Linked DNA regions of Sus scrofa: region 1 is linked to region 2. A link is a contact called in public HiChIP or PLAC-seq data. All regions are on one chromosome and are shown on one strand. Each heading gives the region's core, a stretch centred on a gene start, on an enhancer-like site or on the middle of the called end of the contact. The rest is flanking DNA. Distances are from core to core; before and after follow the strand shown. Region 1 overlaps LOC102162974 (a long non-coding RNA gene). Region 2 overlaps TLE4 (transducin-like enhancer protein 4).

Region 1 (4,844 bases), core at 1,474-3,973, 370 kb after region 2:
CCAAGGATTCAACCAATCATGGATTGAGAATATTCCAAAAAAAAAAAAAAAAAATCCAGAAAGTTCCAAAAAGCAAAACTTGAACTTTCTGCATGCAAGTAACTATCTGCATAGCATTTACATCCTATTAGGTATTATAAGTTATCTAGAAATGATTTCAATTATAGGAGAGGATATGTGTGGGTTATTTGCAAATACCATAGTATTTTATATAAAGGGACTTGAGCATCCACAGATTGTGGTTTCTGTGGGGGTCCTGGAACCAATTCCCAGTAGATGCTAAAGGATAAGGGATGGCCACACCTGTACATCAGTTAAGCAAAGGAGTGAAAAGCCCATGAACAATTTCTAGTCTGTTGCTCTCTTTCCCTAACGTGGCAACTGAGAAGGCTGCACTTTCCAGATGACCTGTCACCAGAAGGTGGCCCTCTGTGTGACAGGATGATTGGAGCAGAGCCCTACTCTGCTCCCTTATCAGCCAACATGGATCACATAAGTTCCCTGAGAAATAATTAAGCTGTTGAGAAGTTTGTGTTGTTGCTACTGCAGTATAGACTAGTTATCTAGACTGATCCAGTCAACAGTACTATCTGTGCTATTAATTTTGATTATCTTGGTTCTTTTCTGTATGAAATAACTAACTCTGCATAACTTTTTTACTTTTCGGAAACCCTATTAAAAAGAATAGCCACAGCAACAACAGCAACAAAACAGGAGTTCCTGTTATGGTTCAGGGGAAATGAATCCGACTAGTATCCACGAGGATGTTGGTTTGATCCCTGGCCTCAATCAGTGGGTAAAGGATCCAGCATTGCCATGCCTGTGGCTGTGGTGTAGGCCAGCAGCTGTAGCTCCAATTTAACCAACCGCTAGCCTGGGGACTTCCACATGCCAAGGGTTTGGCCCTAAAAAGCAAACAACAACAACAACAACAGCAACAACAAACAAAAAGCAAAATAACAACAAAACCCCCCAAAAAGAAAAACAAAACACCACCACCCCTATTAGTAGTCACTACCTCACTCTTTCTTGAGCCAAGCTTTGGTTTATGGGAGAGAGACTGCAAGGAGGCTGAGAGGGAAGTCGGCCTGCTCGTGTCCAGGGAAAGCCTGTTGCTAATGCCCTTCCTGGGCCTGGAGGAAATAATTGGACTCATTAAGTTGCTTTTCAGTCTTCTTTTCTTTAGTCTCAATAACCCTTAGGTTAATTAGACACGGTTTCTCGCCTTAGGAAATTTTTCTGTGTGTGGTTAGTAATGGAAAGAATGATCATAAACTCAGTAATTAAATTTTCAGTCTTACAAATGCTAAAGAATGGCAAGCTACCTGTAAGATGTCTTGAAAAATCAATAGCCCTTGTGAAACTAGTATCTTCTATCAATAAGTCTGAAAATCTTAGGCTATAATTGAGATGCCTTTGTTAGAATGACGAAATGGTAGGTCCTGATTTCTGCATGGACGATCGAGGTAATCGTTAACAGCCAGAATCATGTGGTGGGGTCAGAATCTGAATTTGGGCCTTCTACGTTTTGATTAACCTTGTAACTTCAGATGAATCATGCAGTCTCTCTCTCTGGACTTTGGTTTTCCTACCCATATAATAGGGATATTAATACACTCCCTGCTTATTGTAATACTAAAAATTAAATTTTATGTGGAAGTAATTTGTAAATTAGAAAGACTAAAAATATATTCTCATCATCATTATGATTAGGGACTTAAAGATATGACTCAATCCTATTTCTAATCATTTTATTGAAGGAGTAAGAAATAAGTTAATCAATATGTTAATAATAATCCATTTGAGTTTTCCTGCTCAAGAGAAAACCAAAACTCCAAAAAGAATATCTTTGCTGGCTAACAACTTCCCCATTCTACTCAGATGTTCTATGTTTATAGAAAGAAGAATTTCAATATTTGGACAAATTCCAATCCTTTGGCTCCATTCTGGGTGCAGCGAGAGTACTAATATTTTCAGAATTGCTGTTATCTTTGTGAGCTGACTCCTTGCCACTTTGCTGGAGGTCTTTACTTCTTCAGGGACTGTGCACCCAAGTCAGGGTGGCCTGTTGAACCCCACAAAGGGCAGAGGTGGGATAGGGATGTGGTACAGGGTGGATAGTTCCCACTTTGCATTTCCATGACTTGGGTTTGCATTTTGACTCTCCTGTTTGTCAGCTGTGTGAACTTGGATATCTTTGTGACCCACTCGAACTTATTAATCTTTACGGGGCACCTGCTACTACGAGACACTTAGAGGAGAGAAATGAGTATCGAAAAACCAAAAACCAAACCCACTCTGTCCTTAAAGAGTTTACAGTCAACACAGGCAAAACCCACAACAAAGGTAAAATAATTTTACCTGCACTGTTGTTTGTAATTAAGCTAGCCCAGTGCCTGGCAGAGAAGCAGTTCAGTAAATGGTAATCATTATTGTCATTATTCACTCTCTTGGGTATGCTAGAGCCAGAAGCCAAGGGACCTGAACTCAGCCCTCCACCTAAGAAGGTCAGGCGGTGGCAGCACGTGGATTATCTACACCTTCCTGCCTCTGGCCAAGGTCTGCCTGGGCTAAAGGAGAGCAGGCAGTGCCTCTGAGGACAAAAAGGCCTCGAAAAGCCTGCCCTTGACCTCAGCTGTCTCTGCTGGCGGAAGATCAGACTCATTCTAAAGCAGATCTGTGGCTTTGGGTTTTCTCCAGGACTGACAGGCAAGAGTCCAGATCACGATTTCAGAACTCATCCTGGCCAGCAGTGAGCTGCCTGGGTTATCCTCAGGAACACCCTGGCCTCCTGAGAGTTGCCCAAACAAAATGCCTGGGAGTTGGGCCAGACTCCCTCAGGCCTTTTCTGGTTTCTGGGGAGTCAGTTTTGAGCCAGAACCTTTTCCAAGATGAGAGGTGAGAAAAAAAGGATCACCCAGACATTAAGCAGCTCTCTCAACCATGGCTTTCTTTAGTGGGTTCTTGGATCAACATTAATGGAATCTTTTTTTTTTTTTTTTTAATCCCAGAGATTTGTTCATGTAATAAGAAAATCATAGTGTTTGACCATTAATTTTCAAAGGAGGACATAAACATTCTTAGATAAGTGAAATTAATTAATGACATTTTACCCTGTTACCTGAGGACAGAAGATTCTGCCAAACTGGAGCTTGAATCTGCTTGTTTTTAAAACCTAATGTATTCATAGTTTAAAGAAAAATAAAAGGGAAAAAAAAACTTTCTCTAATAAAAGAGAATATTTGAGACACAGCTTAAAGTAAAAGAAGCATTTTTTTTTAATATGGTTTTCTTTTCTTTCCATTTTCAAGTGTGACCTCAAGCATGCCATTCATTTGTCATCTAAGACAATTAACCACATCACCATCAGCTCAACATTGGTGATCTAGAGGTATATTGATTGGAAAGATTTCCTTTCACTGTAGCTATTAAGAATGCATCAAAGATCAAAATCCTGTTGTGGGCTCTAAGCAGTTTAAAGAGAATGGTTGCTATATGGAATCACCTGCCGCAAAGTAGCTCCTATTGACCTGCTTCTCCTGGAGATACTTTCTGAAAAATACACCAACTTGAGCCGTTTAGGGCTGTGACATACATGTGGTGAGATCATCTCAATAGTCTGCTTCTATGTCACAGAAGCTGTGAAAGTGTTCAAATCAAAATAGTGGCATTTGGTTGAAGAGGTTTCCCCTTCTCTCCTTGCTCATTTTTCATCTTCCCGGAGGGCCCCCATCTCCCCTCCTCTGCTGTTCTTTGCTCCTCTCGCATGTCTCCCTTCGTGACAAGAAGGAGTGCCTCCTCCGGGCCAATGCATCAAGCAGTGACACTGCCGGAGTCATTCCCTCCGACAGACGTCAATTTAAAAGGCAAGAGAAGATTTCAAGGCAGGGGTGAGGGACGTGAAGGGAATTAGTCATCATTACCCTGCAGCTACGTGGGCTCGCTGGAGCTGTTCCCTCATCAGGCTCCTCATGACTATGCCCTGAGCATCACCCCCATCACTCTAAATAGTCATGACACAGCTGATGTACGGGTTAAAATGATGAGCAGGAGAGACAGGCCTCTCCCAAAGTAAATAGACTGAATTAGAGGCATTACAACAGTTAATATGTCAGGTCCCTGTTGGGAGGCCATAGATCCTGTGTGGTCTATTTCCCCTGCATATTGAAATTGATTGTGCCTTGGGCTCTGGCGGGGTTGGTGGGGGAGGGGCGCCTAAGGTTCATCCTTTCAGTCACACAGATCAAAGAAAGCGGACAGTGTTATGTGGAGTGATTTGCTCTGAAGGTGCAGGGAATAGAATTTAATAGAGCAATGGGGTATAATGAAAGAAGCCATGAGTCTTAGCCAATGTCTCCCCAGACCACCCCATCCGAGGAGTATAAATAAGATCATGCTCTTCCCTAAATCATATTTCTTTGGCTCAGCCCTATTTAAAACTGCAGGAGTGCCATCCTCTTTTTCTCCTTCCCCACCTGGCTAACTCTTTCTGGGAGACCTCAGGGAATGCTTCCTGTGTATTTGAACACAGTTCTTTTGGCCACCATATCTGAAGGGCTTCTTTTCTTCTTCTGCTCACTGTGGTGATACCTGTCAGCGGAGGCTGCCAGCTTCTGAACCAGTACCCCAGGTCAAATATGAAGGGCATTGTTGCCACTGAGATGCTGACAGCATTGGCCCTCTTGCCAGTAATGCCACATAGAGTCTCAGGTTACTGCTCAAGTGCCTGGCAGTAATGCCCATAATCCACTTGGTTCCTTCGTAAACTCAAAGCAAATTCACTGCTACAGAGACTTCGATGGAACAGATCTTTTTGTTTCAAGTCCCTCATTAGGGCTATTCCC
Region 2 (4,734 bases), core at 372-2,871:
CCTCAAATACCTAAGACTCATGCCTTTCTTCTTCTCTTAGAAACCTAGGTCAGATTGCGGATGCCTAAAGATGACATCAGTATGCTGACAAACTTAATTCCATTTTAATTATATATATGTATGTGTGTGTGTGTGTGTGTGTGTATATATATATTTAATTTTATATATACACACACATACCTGTACCTGCATGCACATATACTTATGTGTGCCCCCCCTACATACATACATATATGTTAATAAGTTGGTAAGACATTGGGTTAGACCTCTACACCTCTCCCAAATCCATCCCCCTTTTACCTTTTCTAGCATCCTCTCCAGTCTGAGCCATTAGCATCTCCCCTGGACCACTGTTTATTTAACCTTCAGAGCTCTGTTACCTGGTAGACCCACTTAAGTCCATGCTAACAGTGCTAGTAAAGCAGGGATACCAAAAATGATGAGAGCTCAGCTTTAATGATCCAACTTAGAATTTTGCTATTTTAAATTCAGCATTTGTGTTAGGTTTATATTGTACACTTCATATTTGTTTTCTTTTTTAATTACCAGCGGTGGAAGTAGGCAATGTAACCTTTTCTGCTGGTAAGTGCTTCTAAAAGCCTTACCTCTGACTCTGGCCCTTCTCTAACATAACTTTTCAGAGATCTCTTTAGAACGTGTGTGCCATCTCATTACTTCCCTTCAGTGACACTTAGGATGAAATGCAGACTTCACCAGGGCCTACTGGGCCCTGCACAGCCCGGCCCCTCTCTCTCCTAGTATTGTCCTTTCATGTGCTCTCTTCACGGCAGGCACCCAACCGTTCTGTCCCTCCAGCATCACTGTAAGCTTTCCCTCTCTGCAGGCCTGTGCATGTTTTCTTCCCTCGGTTGTCTGCAACAGTCTTCTCCTGGCTCTTCACATGGTCGGCTCCACCTTTTGCTTCCCATGTCAGCCGGAATGCTGTCACTTTGAAGAGGCTGTCCCTGATCACCCATCATTAACCTCAGTCATAACATCTGGTTTAGCTCCTTTGTAGCACATTGCCATTTACACTTACATTATTGATTTCTTATTTATGTCTTAATAATAACTTAATTCACTTTATGTCTTCTTACTTAGAAAGAAGGCTCTCTGAGGATAGGTCCTCTTCCATCCTTTCTGTTGTATACCAAGTCACTGTCTTAGGGCCCAGCAGAGCACCTGGCACCTAGTTGGTACTCAGGTCAGTAGATGATGGTATTCTCTTATTAACAAGGGGATACATGCTATATTCCCACACCCCATTAGTCCTGACACCTCACTCACTTTAGAGTCATTTGTGAGGTTCCAGTGAAGCTGGGGTTGCAGGTGTAGTCTTCACTCTTGTTACTGTAAATCAAGGTCATGCTCTTAGAAGGTATGTTTGATGTGAATTCTACATATAAGGAAAAATAAGACACCAAGTCACAAGGGCAGGTAGGTACCCAGCCTATAGAATATGCTGTCTGAAATATTTGAGTCTGGACAGATAGGGTGGCTTTTCCCCAGAATCTGAGACCTGAGGAGCTACCTATGAGCCTCTTGCAAAGGAAGGCAAGAGGAGACTTGCCCAGATCGGGTTGCTGACAGAGGCTTGGTCTTTGCCCTCTAGAGCAGATTCCAGAAATAAACATGAGAGAAAGGGCAGTTGATTTGCCACTTCTAGTTAGCTCATGCAATCTTCATTACTATCCTGTGGAACAGATACCCTTATCTCCATTTTAGAGGTATGAAAATTGAGGCCTGGCAGGGTTAAAGCACTGGAATCACACAACTCTTGTGTGTGGAACTGAGACTTGAAACCAGAGCACTCTCACTCTACAGTCTGTGATTATTCCATTCCACCTGCTTCACTCCAGACTCCACTGCAGTGCAAAACTGTACCTTATTCCCTTTGTGACCTGGCATCTAGAACAGTGAACACAGAGTAGCCATTCAGCTAAAGTTGTACAATTGGGACGGTGTCACAACTCCAGGCTCCGCTTGAGAAGTCTTTTGTTACTCTTCCAGTAGAGGAGTAAAGCCTCCTTTTTCCATCCACTAGGTGATATTGAAAGCACTTCTGTAGAGGCACCCTCAGCCCCCAATGATCAGGCAGGCTCTGTCAAGCCTGCTGATGGCCTTTCTGCCCCACTCTACATTCCCAGTGGAAGGAAGTCCATAGCCGTGTGTTTTAGCAAACTTTCTGAGTGGCTCAGCGGCCTGAGCTGTGACCTTTGGTTGCTTTCCCTGCTCCAGGATGCTTTCTTGTACATACTAGCTTGTGCGATCTTGTGTATATAGATTCCTGTGCCCTGAATACATACAAACCAAAAGACCAGCAAGAAGATGGAGTGCTGGCTGTTAGCAGAGGGCTATCCTGGAATGGGCTTTGTGTGCTTGTGTGAGCACATGTGAAGAGAGGCAGACAGAGAGGAGGCACACCACACTCAGCTACACTTGGAGTTATTTTTATCTTCATTCATTCGTTGAGCAAAAACTTTTCTGGACTGTCCTTCTGTTACAAAGTGCAAGGTTCCTTCAGGTCATGTTTAGTATTAAACAGCAAAACTGAGCCTAGGGTTCTTCCTTTTTAATACAATAGTGATCGATAGACTGGGATTCCCCTCATTTCTCAGGGTGGCGCGAGAGAGTATTTTCCCTCCCATCTTGAGTGTGCTGCTATTACCGTACCATTTAGCTCAATGCCAAATTGCAGTTGACTCCCTTAGGTTCTGTTTACCCAAGTAGCGCTGTAGTGATTAAATGTCACCGGGTACATCGAGTATACAAAAGTAATTAACCTAAAAGGACATGTTAGAATAAGGGTCAACAACCTCCTTAGCCTTTGGTGCTACAGGGAAGACAGTATGACAGAGATTCTCCTGGCCGGGTGGGGCTGGAGGTGGGGAGAGGAAGGAACAGGAGGGGGGAAAGGTCAGCAGGAGCAGCAGAGCAGCACTCATAGTTGTCAGAGGTGGCAAGAGACAGAGCTCGGAGACCTTTTCTATAGTTCCCTTGTAATTTAGCTCTCTGACCTCTGATCCTTTGAGAGGGCTGGAGGTGGGCTTAGACATGATTCCCTTAACATCTTGGCTTCCTTTAGTGGAGTGCTGCTTCCTGGTTAGCCCTGAGTGATCTTGGCACAAGCTTGGTGAATCAACCCAAACTTCCAATGTTTTACATAACCGGTCAACCCTTGCATCTTTAGATCTAGTTGTCAAATGTAACCCGCTGCTTGAAATCAATTGTTTGAACCAATTTGAAATTGTCTAAGTATCTGTGTCACATCTGTTTTCATTCCTCAGTATGCTAAAGTCAGTTTCTTAACCTGATTAATGTTAATGCTTTATGTTGCTTTATGTACTAAACATTTACATAAAACTCTATAGTCATCTATGACTTAAAAATCAACCCATGTAAAGCTCTTTTTAAAAAAAATATTATATCTGTCTGCCCTATATTTGGTTTTTTCTTTCATCACCTGTGTGTGGTGACTTATGGGAGTACTGAGAATTTTTTTGCTTTACCACAACCTCCTTGGGAGATGAGCATTTCAAGGAGATCCCTGGGGATCACTGTTTTTTTTGAGTGGCCACAGAAAGAACTGCTGATGCCTGCATTTTTCACGTATTGAGTCTGTCAGGCAGGGTTCATTTAGATCCTGCCTTTTCGGTGGTCAGACTTTAGTAAGATTTGTTTCTCCCTGGCTGCAGACAGCTGATGAGTACATGATGAGAGAGGAGGAAGAGGGGAACCAGTTGAAAAATGTCTCCCTTAGGCTGAAGATTTATCTCTTTTAGAATAAGAAAAATAGGTGGGCTTGATACATTTATGTAACAACAGATATTTCTTGAGTGCCCACCCAAGGTCAAAGTTGGTGCTGACTTTGAGAGAGGGAGCCTGTACCCTTCATGGGTTGGGAAACAAAACAAGGAAAAGACATCATCTTGGAACATACCTCTGCCTGGCACTATTGTGACTTTTGTTTCAGCTTTTTTTTTGCTCTCCTTCCTCTTACTGTCTTTTCAGCATAGTCCTAAAATTTTCTTATCACTACATCATTTTCCAAGTTAGCACTTTTGAAAGCTGCCTCCCTCCTTTGGATGTGCCTACTGCATGCACTTACATTCACCCTTACCCACCCCTCCCAGGCTCTTCTTCTGACTGTGTCAGTTATTATATTGAGTGCTGAAAATACAAAGAAATAAAACTCAAGAGTATATGTATGCCCTTTAGGAATGTATAATCTCTACTCTCAAGATAATGAAAATAATATGAGAACAAGTAGGGCATATTGACACATGAGCAGAGTTTGGTATTCTTGTGTTATCAGCCTTAATTGAGGTGGCAAACCAGGCATGATCCCTGTCTTTTTGGAACTTCTAGTCAAGTAGAAGAGAAAAGAAAATAATCAAAGTAATGTCCATGATACAAATGCTAGGAAGGAAGTGAATGAGATTTAGATATTTCCAGGAGGCATCTCATTGGATAACATCACCAAGACCTTTCTGAGAAGGTGGCTCAGAGGCTAGGGAAGGGAGTTCTTGGCAGAAGCCTACACTAGGGGAGTATGGAGTATCCAGCACTCTGAGAATGAGACTTTCAGCTGGATTGGAGAAGATAGACAGCAGTCAGATCAGTCTTGGACTTCTATAAACTGCTAAATGCTTATATTAATTGGTGCTGATTCCCATTGTGACTTCAAGGAGTTTTAGACCTGTGTCATCTAATATGGTAGCCAAAAGCCACATG

Evidence for each region. HiChIP or PLAC-seq counts read pairs in DNA pulled down with a chosen protein or histone mark.
Region 1: a contact with region 2 is called in an H3K27ac HiChIP or PLAC-seq map of skeletal muscle, with 5 times the contacts expected there. The contact joins two enhancer-like sites.

What each region holds. Positions count from the first base shown.
Region 1 is chr1:232,841,653-232,846,496 of Sscrofa11.1, forward strand. All of the region lies in intron 1 of LOC102162974 (a long non-coding RNA gene), which reads left to right. Among named protein-coding and RNA genes, the nearest start is that of NPAP1, 240 kb to the right of the region's middle. Within about 2 kb of position 2,724, at least 10 of the 83 cell types and tissues checked have an H3K27ac peak or open chromatin away from gene starts, as enhancers often do. A contact at or near this core is called in skeletal muscle, where this site is marked.
Region 2 is chr1:232,468,795-232,473,528 of Sscrofa11.1, forward strand. All of the region lies in intron 8 of TLE4 (transducin-like enhancer protein 4), which reads left to right. Among named protein-coding and RNA genes, the nearest start is that of TLE4, 120 kb to the left of the region's middle. Within about 2 kb of position 1,622, at least 4 of the 83 cell types and tissues checked have an H3K27ac peak or open chromatin away from gene starts, as enhancers often do. A contact at or near this core is called in skeletal muscle, where this site is marked.